Regions from separate parts of the Cricetulus griseus genome. Here region 1 is linked to region 2. The links are chromatin contacts, called in public Hi-C maps. All regions are on one chromosome and are shown on one strand. Each heading gives the region's core, a stretch centred on a gene start, on an enhancer-like site or on the middle of the called end of the contact. The rest is flanking DNA. Distances are from core to core; before and after follow the strand shown. Region 1 holds the start of LOC100765393 (COBW domain-containing protein 1). Region 2 overlaps Dock8 (dedicator of cytokinesis protein 8).

What was found. A called contact is a pair of places that touch in the nucleus more often than the background predicts.
Region 1: a contact with region 2 is called in a Hi-C map of the CHO-K1 cell line, with 4 times the contacts expected there. The contact joins the promoter of LOC100765393 here to the enhancer-like site in region 2. A contact is called at or near these places in 3 of 8 Hi-C or Micro-C datasets (the CHO-K1 cell line and fibroblasts).

The regions. Positions count from the first base shown.
Region 1 is chr3:36,330,732-36,335,056 of CriGri-PICRH-1.0, forward strand. It overlaps LOC100765393 (COBW domain-containing protein 1), which reads left to right and starts at 1,451. Exons shown (of 15, transcript XM_027406494.2): 1 at 1,451-1,703. The coding sequence starts at 1,556.
Region 2 is chr3:36,188,427-36,192,967 of CriGri-PICRH-1.0, forward strand. All of the region lies in intron 14 of Dock8 (dedicator of cytokinesis protein 8), which reads right to left. Among named protein-coding and RNA genes, the nearest start is that of Dock8, 100 kb to the right of the region's middle. Within about 2 kb of position 2,960, at least 1 of the 6 cell types and tissues checked has open chromatin away from gene starts, as enhancers often do. A contact at or near this core is called in the CHO-K1 cell line, where this site is marked.

The DNA of each region.
Region 1 (4,325 bases), core at 201-2,700, 140 kb after region 2:
AGGTGAAACAATTAAATAATTTTTAAAAAATGCAGAATAAACAAAAGTAACTTATCTTTGCCTAGTTAAAATAAGATTGTACAACAAACTCTTTTTTAACTCTGAGTAAAGCCTCATTTTGACACAACATTGCTTGCTAGCCATCTGGCCTGAACTATCCTCCTAAGGCTGAGAATTAAATATGGCCAAAACACACAAGAAGATGCTCAGTCCTTCTCATAAACCAATGACAGGCAACTGGAGATCACATTGGGGTATTAGTTTTATGTAATTGGTAAGGGATTAATGTCCGATAATACTGGCACTGGATCAATATGATCTCTTAGTTGTTGAGAGCATGTATTAATGTTTCAAAATGAAACAAAACAGCAACACCTGAAAACAATTGACAGGAAATTCAGCAGTGAAGCTGGAAATACAGCAACCCCCAAGAGATTATATACATTGTATGGTACTCTTTTTATGAAATTGAAAAACAAAATTAAACATTATTTATGTGTATCAGGACAAAACAAATATGTAAAGGAATGTGCAGCAATTTCAGGCAAATTCATGATTTTAGTTAGTTGGAATGCAAGAGATGCAATTTAACAATTTTGGGCTAGGGGTGCTGCCAAGGAGTCCACTATAAACAACTGCAGAGGAATGTTCTCCATCTTAACAAGAATACTATGAACCAACAGATAAAATAATGAACCGAGTTTAACGGGTATCTAAGTAAATAGAGAAAATGAAAAATAAATAAAACAAATATAAATTATTACTTTGTAAAAGATCAGACAAACTATAATAGGTAATTATCATTGTAAAAAGTTTAGCTAGTTATCCTTCCGGTAGAAAGGTTTCAATTCTTAGCATGACTTCCATAATCATTTTTCATTGTGAATTTAAAAAAATTGGACTTCTTTCTTTTCTTTTCTTTTTTTTTTTTTTTTTTTTTGAGACAGGGTTTCTCTGTATTGTTTTGGAGCCTGTCCTAGAACTGGCTCTGTAGACCAGGCTGGCCTCGAACTCACAGAGATCCACCGCCTGCCTCTGCCTCCCGAGTGCTGAGATTAAAGGCGTGCGCCACCACCGCCCGACAAAAATTCATTTATTGAGAGTAAAAAGATGTCAACTTGAGAAAGCCTGTCTTGTGGGAACTGCTTTGGAGAAGCCACTCCAAGTCCTAACCTGTCTCCCCTCAGCCCTAGCAACAGACAGTAGCGAGCTTAGAGGAGAGAGAGAGCTCCTAGCGTCCTAACAACACAGTGCAGCCAGGCTCACTATCGGAGGACACGCCCCTAGAGCATGCCTCACATCCGAGGGTGTGTCCTATCCTATGAGGGGCGTGTCCATGCGTGTATGGGCGTGTCCACCTCTGCACAGGGGCGTGGCTTCCCGGGAAGGCGTTTCTAACTCTCGTAGGGGCGTAGCTGGGGGGCGGGCTGGTTCCTGAAAGTCAGGCTGAGAGTCGCGTTGTGGTGATGTCATCAGAGCAGCGCTGACTGAATCCATTCCAAGTAGGGCGACTGTGGCAGCTCTTTCGCTGAGGGGGCGGTGGACTGCCGGTGGCATGTTACCGGCTATGAATACTGTGGAGGCGGAAGAGGAGTACGCGGAGGATTGTCCTGAACTGGTCCCCATTGAGACCAACAAACAAGAGGAGGAAAATCTTGACTTCATCGTTAAGATTCCAGTCACAATTATCACCGGGTATTTAGGTAATTAACGGTCGCTCAGAAAAACGCCGTGAACTGTGCTCTCGGAGGGGGGTCTGGCGTGTCGCTTCAGGCACCCGGGCTCCATGGCCGAGGACGAATGTCTTCGAGTAGGCTTTGGGGTCTCTTTCTCCTCGCTTTTTCAAAGGTGGTTCTGAAACTCAGACGCACCTTATTGCCCTATGGCCCCTTGAGGAGCTGCCTTCTTACCTTTGTGAAGCTCATCCACCTCAGTTTAGATGGAAAATAATAAAAGTCACCTGAGTTTGTTTTCTCATCTGAGAATAAAGCCCAACAAAACCAACGATCTATTGTTATTAAAAGCTGATCAAGAAAATAATAATAATAATAATAATAATAATAATAAAGATGCCCTGTATGAAAAATGCCCCAGACCTTGCTTAGTTTAGGAGATTACACTTCACAAGAACCAAACTCTTCCAGTCATTAGTGGGAAGCTTTAACTGTTGTAAATTGTCTCCCACCTTCCTTTTGAGGACTCCTTACAAAGCCCTGTAGGACATCGAGTTAGCGTAAGATCTTTGCTTTGAAGATTTTCTTAAGCTGGGGTGTTGGGGGTACATAGGGGATACCCGAAAACACAGATTTGTGAACATGGTGCAGTTTTTCTGAAGGACAGTTCACGACTTATTTTTCCTTGGAAACATTTGCAAATATCCTTTTAAAGCAGTGCAGTTAAGCCGGGCATTGGTGGTGCACGCCTTTAATCCCAGCACTCAGGAGGCTGAGGCGGGTGGATCTCTGTGAGTTCGAAGCCAGCCTGGTCTACCTAGCGAGGTCTAGGACAGGCTCCAAAACAATCCAGAAAAGAGAAACCCTGTCTTGGAAAACAAAACAAAACAAAAAACCCAAAAAAACAAACTAAAAAACAAAAACAGTGCAGTTAACAGAGTGCAACAACTATTAAGTGACTACAAATTAGAATGAAGTGCCCTCATTCCTGTGTGCTGCAAGAGAGCCTGTACATGGGACACCTTTTACATATGACTAAGAAATCACTGGCACCTCTCACCAGGTTTTTTTCCTTCTAGAGTCAGACCAAGGTTATTTTAGATTTTACTTGGGCCCAATTTTTATAAAGGAATAATGTTTTGGATTTAGACGCTAGCTACTCCATAGAAGTTGAGGAAATTCCGTGTTCAAAGGGCATACTTCAGACTTGCCCCTTTGCCTTTCTGCACTTTGTTTACTGGTAGGTGAAAGGAACAATTCAGGTGCCTAATGGCCTGAAGCTCTGGGGTCAGGACAAACCCTAACAACCCCTTTGTTGCTGATTGAACCTAGGGGACAGTTTGCCACCTTTGTCATTTCTTCTTTTTGAAATACTAGGAACACTGCTCCACTGGCCTCCTACTTCCCACCTATTTCTCCAGCTTCCACCCTTTAGTTTCATTTCTGTATAGTTTCTGTTTTGATGTCCTACTGACAGCTCCAGACGTCACATGTCCAACACACTCCATACGCTAATCTTCCTGAAATCCTGCTCCTGAAATTCCCAACCACCTGCAGCACCAACAGTATTTCTTTCTAACTACAGTAGACCTGAGTCTCCCTGCTCTGTAATATAATCATGTGCTAGCCCTACTGATCTTTACAAAGTGTTAGTGTGATTGTGCCACACCCTTTATTGGCTTCTGCTGGGATGACAGTTTAGGTTCTTTATTAGGAATTCAAGGACCTCTGTGATGTGGCTTTTGTCTACCTCTATAGCCTGTTAGATGGCCTAACATATTGAACTTATTTTACTTTTAAAATCAGTGGTTTCAACCTCTCTAATGCTGCAACCCTATAATACAGTTCTTCATGTCATGGTGGCCCCCAACCATAAAATTACTTTCATTGCTACTTCATAGTTGTAATTTTGCTACTGTTATGAATCGTAATGTAAATATCTGATATGGATTGTCTTATAAGTGATCCCTGTGGAAGGGTCATTTGATTCCCAAAGGGGTTGTGACCTATAGGTTGAGAACTGCTGTCTTAAAGGTACCCTTTGGAATATTCCTTCCTGTAATTGCTCTGGCTAAATATCCCTCTTAAGTTCTCCATAGTTTTGTGTGTCTCCTGTTGAATGATTAACTTGTGACAAAATAGCTTCCTAATTTATATCTAAGTTCTCTACCTGCCCCCTTTAGCATGTTTAAGCTTCATAGAGGCAGAGCCTTAAATTTGGTGCCTGGTAGATACTTTTGAATGAGTGTCAATTGTATCATGATGTCTTTTTCTTCTTCATAAAGTGGTTAATTATTAAGATCTAATAATTATTTGGAGAAAATCTCTTACATGCATGGCTTTCAACTTCGTCATTGGCCTGTACATAATTATGTTCAGGGCCTCTTGGGTTTTTTTGTTTGTTTATTTGTTTGTTTTTTGTTTTTTCGAGACAGGGTTTCTCCGTGGCTTTGTAGACTGTCCTGGAACTAGCTCTTGTAGACCAGGTTGGCCTCGAACTCACAGAGATCTGCCTGCCTCTGCCTCTGGAGTATTGGAATTAAAGGCATATGCCGCCACCACCCAGCTTGTCCTCCCCTTCTAAAAAAAAATAACTTTTGAGAATTTCTTGTTTTAAGAATTTCTTCATTGTTCTGTGTTCTTAAATCTGTC
Region 2 (4,541 bases), core at 1,710-4,209:
TGCCATGATGGCCATGAACTAACCCTCTGAAACTGCAAGCAGGTTCCTAATGAAATGCTTTCTTTTAAAAGTTACCTTGGTCATTGTGTTTCATCGCAGCAATGGATCAGTAACTAAGACACCATCCCTATAATCTACCTCTGACACGCTTTCAAATCACAAGGTTCAGACACAGCTACATAAACACAGAGCACTTACTGTATCCTGTGAGCATGGGCTCGTCATCATTCCTAGTGCTTATTTTTGTTTAGTGTTTTATGTTAGGTCAAGTGCAAACCCATAAAGGACTTTAGTGAAAGACAAAAATGGGAAGGAAGTCCTGATATGTGGGATGAAGGGACTCAGAACTCAGGCAAGAATAGCTAACAGCTTCTCACCGTGGATGGAGCTTATGATGTGTAACTGGAGCTCCTTCTGTTAAGTGAAGTAAGTCATACACAGGAGCAAAAGTATTTCATGCTGTTTTCTTATGGAATGAACACACCTGTGTGCGCGAAGGGAAGGGTCAGGAAAAGGCAATGGGGAATGAACATGGTTACATTATAATGATACACTTGAAAATATGGCATTGTGAAACTGGTTACTAGTATGCAACAAATAGACACTAATAGGAAGAGAAAGAGGATGAGGAGGAGGAAGAGCTTTAGCAACCTTGCTGATCCACCTCCCATGGGTGAACTGATTTCAGCAACTTAGAAAACTGAAATCTGATGAGTTAATAGGGGGCCTATGTCACCGCTTTCATGGTACAAAAGGAATTGTCGGCTCAGTTTTGTGTGTTGTCTCAGTTGGCTCAGTGTGTGTGTGTGTGTGTGTGTGTGTGTGTGTGTGTGTGTGTGTGTGTTGTATGCATATATGCTGAGGCTAGAGAAGAATGTGGACGTCCTTTCCACCATATTCCTCTGAGACAGTGTCTCCCGTCTCTCCCCTGAGCCCCACCCCCACCCTGAGGTTACAGTTGTCTACCTGGCTATGCCTGGCTTTTTGGCACAGGTACTGGGATTTGAATTCAGGTCCTCATGCCTGATAGCAAGTGCGCTCACCACTGAGCTACCACTCCAGCTCCGCCCCACCCCTACACTCCTCAGCCCAGCCTTAGTTTAAAGTTTGAAGAAAAGATGAGAAATGTGCCTTGGGAGTTTCTCACAACTAAACATAATTATTAGCCTCAGTGTGGAAATCCTTCAAAACTCAATGAGTCATTAAGTTGAGGTCCTCTGATTTTGTCCTTTATTAAACCATCATACTATTTATAATGCCATGAAACGTTGCATAGATCTGAACTCACATTTTGAAAGTTTCTAAGCAAGAAAAAAAACCCCATAAAGTAAAGGAGGTAAGATTGGCTCATCTCTTGTAGTTTTATAATCTCCCTGGTACTTTAAGCTAGTGGGAAAATGAATTTTTTTTAACTTAAAAAAGATACATCTAGTCAGTTAGCCATGGTTTCTTACACTGGGTCTGGGTCTGTAGCTCCATGGTAGAGTGTACAGTAAGCAGCAGCAGGCCGTGACTTTCCTCTCCATCACCCAAAATAAGAGAAAACTAAAACTAAAAAGATATTATGTACACTGTCAAAACTCAGGCCTCCCCGCACTGCGGTTCCGTGTATGTGGGTTTTCCACTGTGGTGTTTAGCTGCCCCTCCCACCCACATCTACTCTTCCCCTTGGAAAACCATGACACAGCAGCTCACATTTTGCCCCAATTCATGCTGTGAGGAGCCAAGGGCAGGCAGTCTGAGACCTGAAACCACGGGCATCCATTAATGGAGAGCTGTTAAACGCCTCTGCTCTAAGGAGAAGGGTGGATGAATGATGATTTTGGGGGGCCTCAGGAAGGTAGATGGGAAAGTTGAAACTAAGGATGAAAACACTTAAAGATAAAAGGCTCCTTTCCCCCTCCCATATCAGCAAAAGAAGTAAGAGAGAATAGTCCTGAAGGCTAATCCATCCATCGGAGGAGGATTAGCCCTGTTGAAAACCAGTTTTTAGACAAAAGAAGGTGCACATTGTAACCCCATTTACCGGGGACGCAGAGGCAGGAGGCTCACTTGAGCCCATAAGTCTGGAGCCAGCCTGAGCAGACTAGTAAGACCCTGTCTGGAAACAACGATGACAAAAGCCAACAAAAACACAGAAACCAAAGAAAGATGGGCTCCTGGATATTAGGGTGTGCCCTCTAGTCTAGACCAACCACTCATCACAGTGAAATACAAGCCTGGATTGCCTCCATTTAATCACTTCTCCATATCTGCAGCTTCAACCTTAAGTTATATGGAAAGAGGGTGTATTGTGAACCTCCTGCTGGATTCTATAAATAGGATCTATGGGGGGTAAAAATAGCATTTGTCACCATTAAATAGCAAGACTTTTAGTTAGAACAGTCATTCAGGAGCAGCAACTCCAAAGCATGGCAGACTTAGATGAGCCTAAAATAAGGAGAATGTTGGGAGCCATGGACTATAGAACCAATGACTATGCACACAGCACCTCTTTACATATGGCTCATCACTGCTTCACCTTCACATTCCCTATAGTTCAGTTTCCTATACCAGGCAGGGTTTGTAGAAATGTAAGTTTGTACCGTGGACCACTGCCCCAAAGGGGACTCCACTGTGTGTCATTGGATGCATACCTTGACCCCTCCCACTATACTTTCCAAACAAAGTGCTAAAGGCTGAAAGGAGGCAGAGCTGGAGGTGAGAATAAATCCTTTTGCAAAAACAAAACAAAACAGAAAAGCAACAACAATCTCTTGGGGGCACTCGGATAGTGCTTACTTTTGCGTGGTCTTGTATTGATGAAAGATTTTCTAATGAAAACGGCAGCTGCTTGCCGGAAGAGTCCAGAAGTGAGTGTATTGTGCCCTCAAGTGGCTGGATGGTGTACTAAAACCATAGCCGAGGACTAAAATAACAGTCAAGGCTGTGAGTAACCTTAGGTCATTGGCTCTCTTCTGAATTTTTTCCATTCTTAGAAAAGAGAAGATTGTTGTGCTTGGGAGCAACTCACCAGGATGTGGGCTCTGTATGACTGATTTACAACTAAGCCTGAGTTGGTTCTAGAGCCAGGAATCATTTTGTTTCCATTTCTTGGCTATTTCAAATGGCTTCATTTGCCTGCTGCTCACCCAAGGTAAATGGTTTGTTCATAAAGTTCTGGTCACTGCTTGCTAAGACTAGTAAAACAAATGCTGGGGCTTCCTCTCTTAAGGCAGAGTTCTCCAAACACTTCTTCAAAGGATGAAAAGCAGGAAACTGTCCAATAAATAGACATGCATGAATCGATATATGTTAAGATATTCCATTATAACATAACCATAGAGCAAACGGCTCATTAGCGCAAGAGTAACTAAGTCAGGAGAATGCACACAAAAGGGCAGCTCTGAAAAAGCAAGAGATTCTGTGCATTCACAAAAAGTGCTCCACACACCCAGCTGCTCAGGAGGAGCAGGTGGGGGTAGGGAGGGGTGGGGTGTGAGGATTATGCTCGTTAATGTGTGACAGGATAAATGCATATACATGCATTTCCCGTCTGCATGAAAATGGCTGCCTCCAATGGTCCAAGAGGTCTGAGATATAAAGCATACCCTCTTTTCATCTGTTTGGTTTGCTGTTGTTTCCTTGGCAAATATATACATATAGAAGCCCGTTCCTTTGTTTTAGCAGGCACTGCAAGCACTAGTTTGTGGATCGTTTTACACACATAGACAACCTATTTCCAAAGAGAGGAACTATGGGGATGGAAGTCAGGAGTATAATGCAGAATTTTCTCTCTGTCTTTAGTATCCTTAATATTTGGAAACTTTGGAAGTGGTTACCTGTTTCTTAATAAGTAAAACTCAAACAACTAATGGAACAATGAAGAATGGAAGTGCCTTTGATAGAGATTTAAGTAAAGCATTCTTTTTAAGGAGAGTTAAATAGAAAAGATCCAAACTTTTTATAAACTACCAAGAGCACTTGGTAATTGTGCCAGGGTGAGCACACAGACAAGGGAGGCTTCACAGCATGAAAACCACCATCCTCATGTGAAAGTCGAGCTGTTGGGCTAGAGCCTTCTAACAGACAGACACACCTGACTACAATCTAGGTGCATGCTGGGATTGCTTCCCAAATCAAGCAGATGACAGGGCATGCCTATCTAAGTCATGACAGACCTTTGGATGACTCTGTAGAGTGGAGAACCTAACTGAGGGTAGATTCAGAGGGTAAAACCACTTTTTAGCAAAGGACAGCTCCTGGGGCTCCTGAGTAGGGCCCTCCAGAATGAGACTGGACACTGTGTGGCATGCCCACACTTCTCCACACCCAGCAGTGAAGAGATTCACTCTAGAAACAATGATAACTAAATTGGGAATCTATTTCATTGAAAACAATCAAGTCCCATTCAAGGACATGTCCAGTGTTCCAATTCCTTCAGAGTACTTTAGGTTTGTTTCCTAAGGATCCTACTAATTAAACCCTAGCACCCTGATGATCACTTGGACTCAGCCTTACATCTATCCTGAGCCTTTCTCTTCTCCAGCATGCAACCCTCA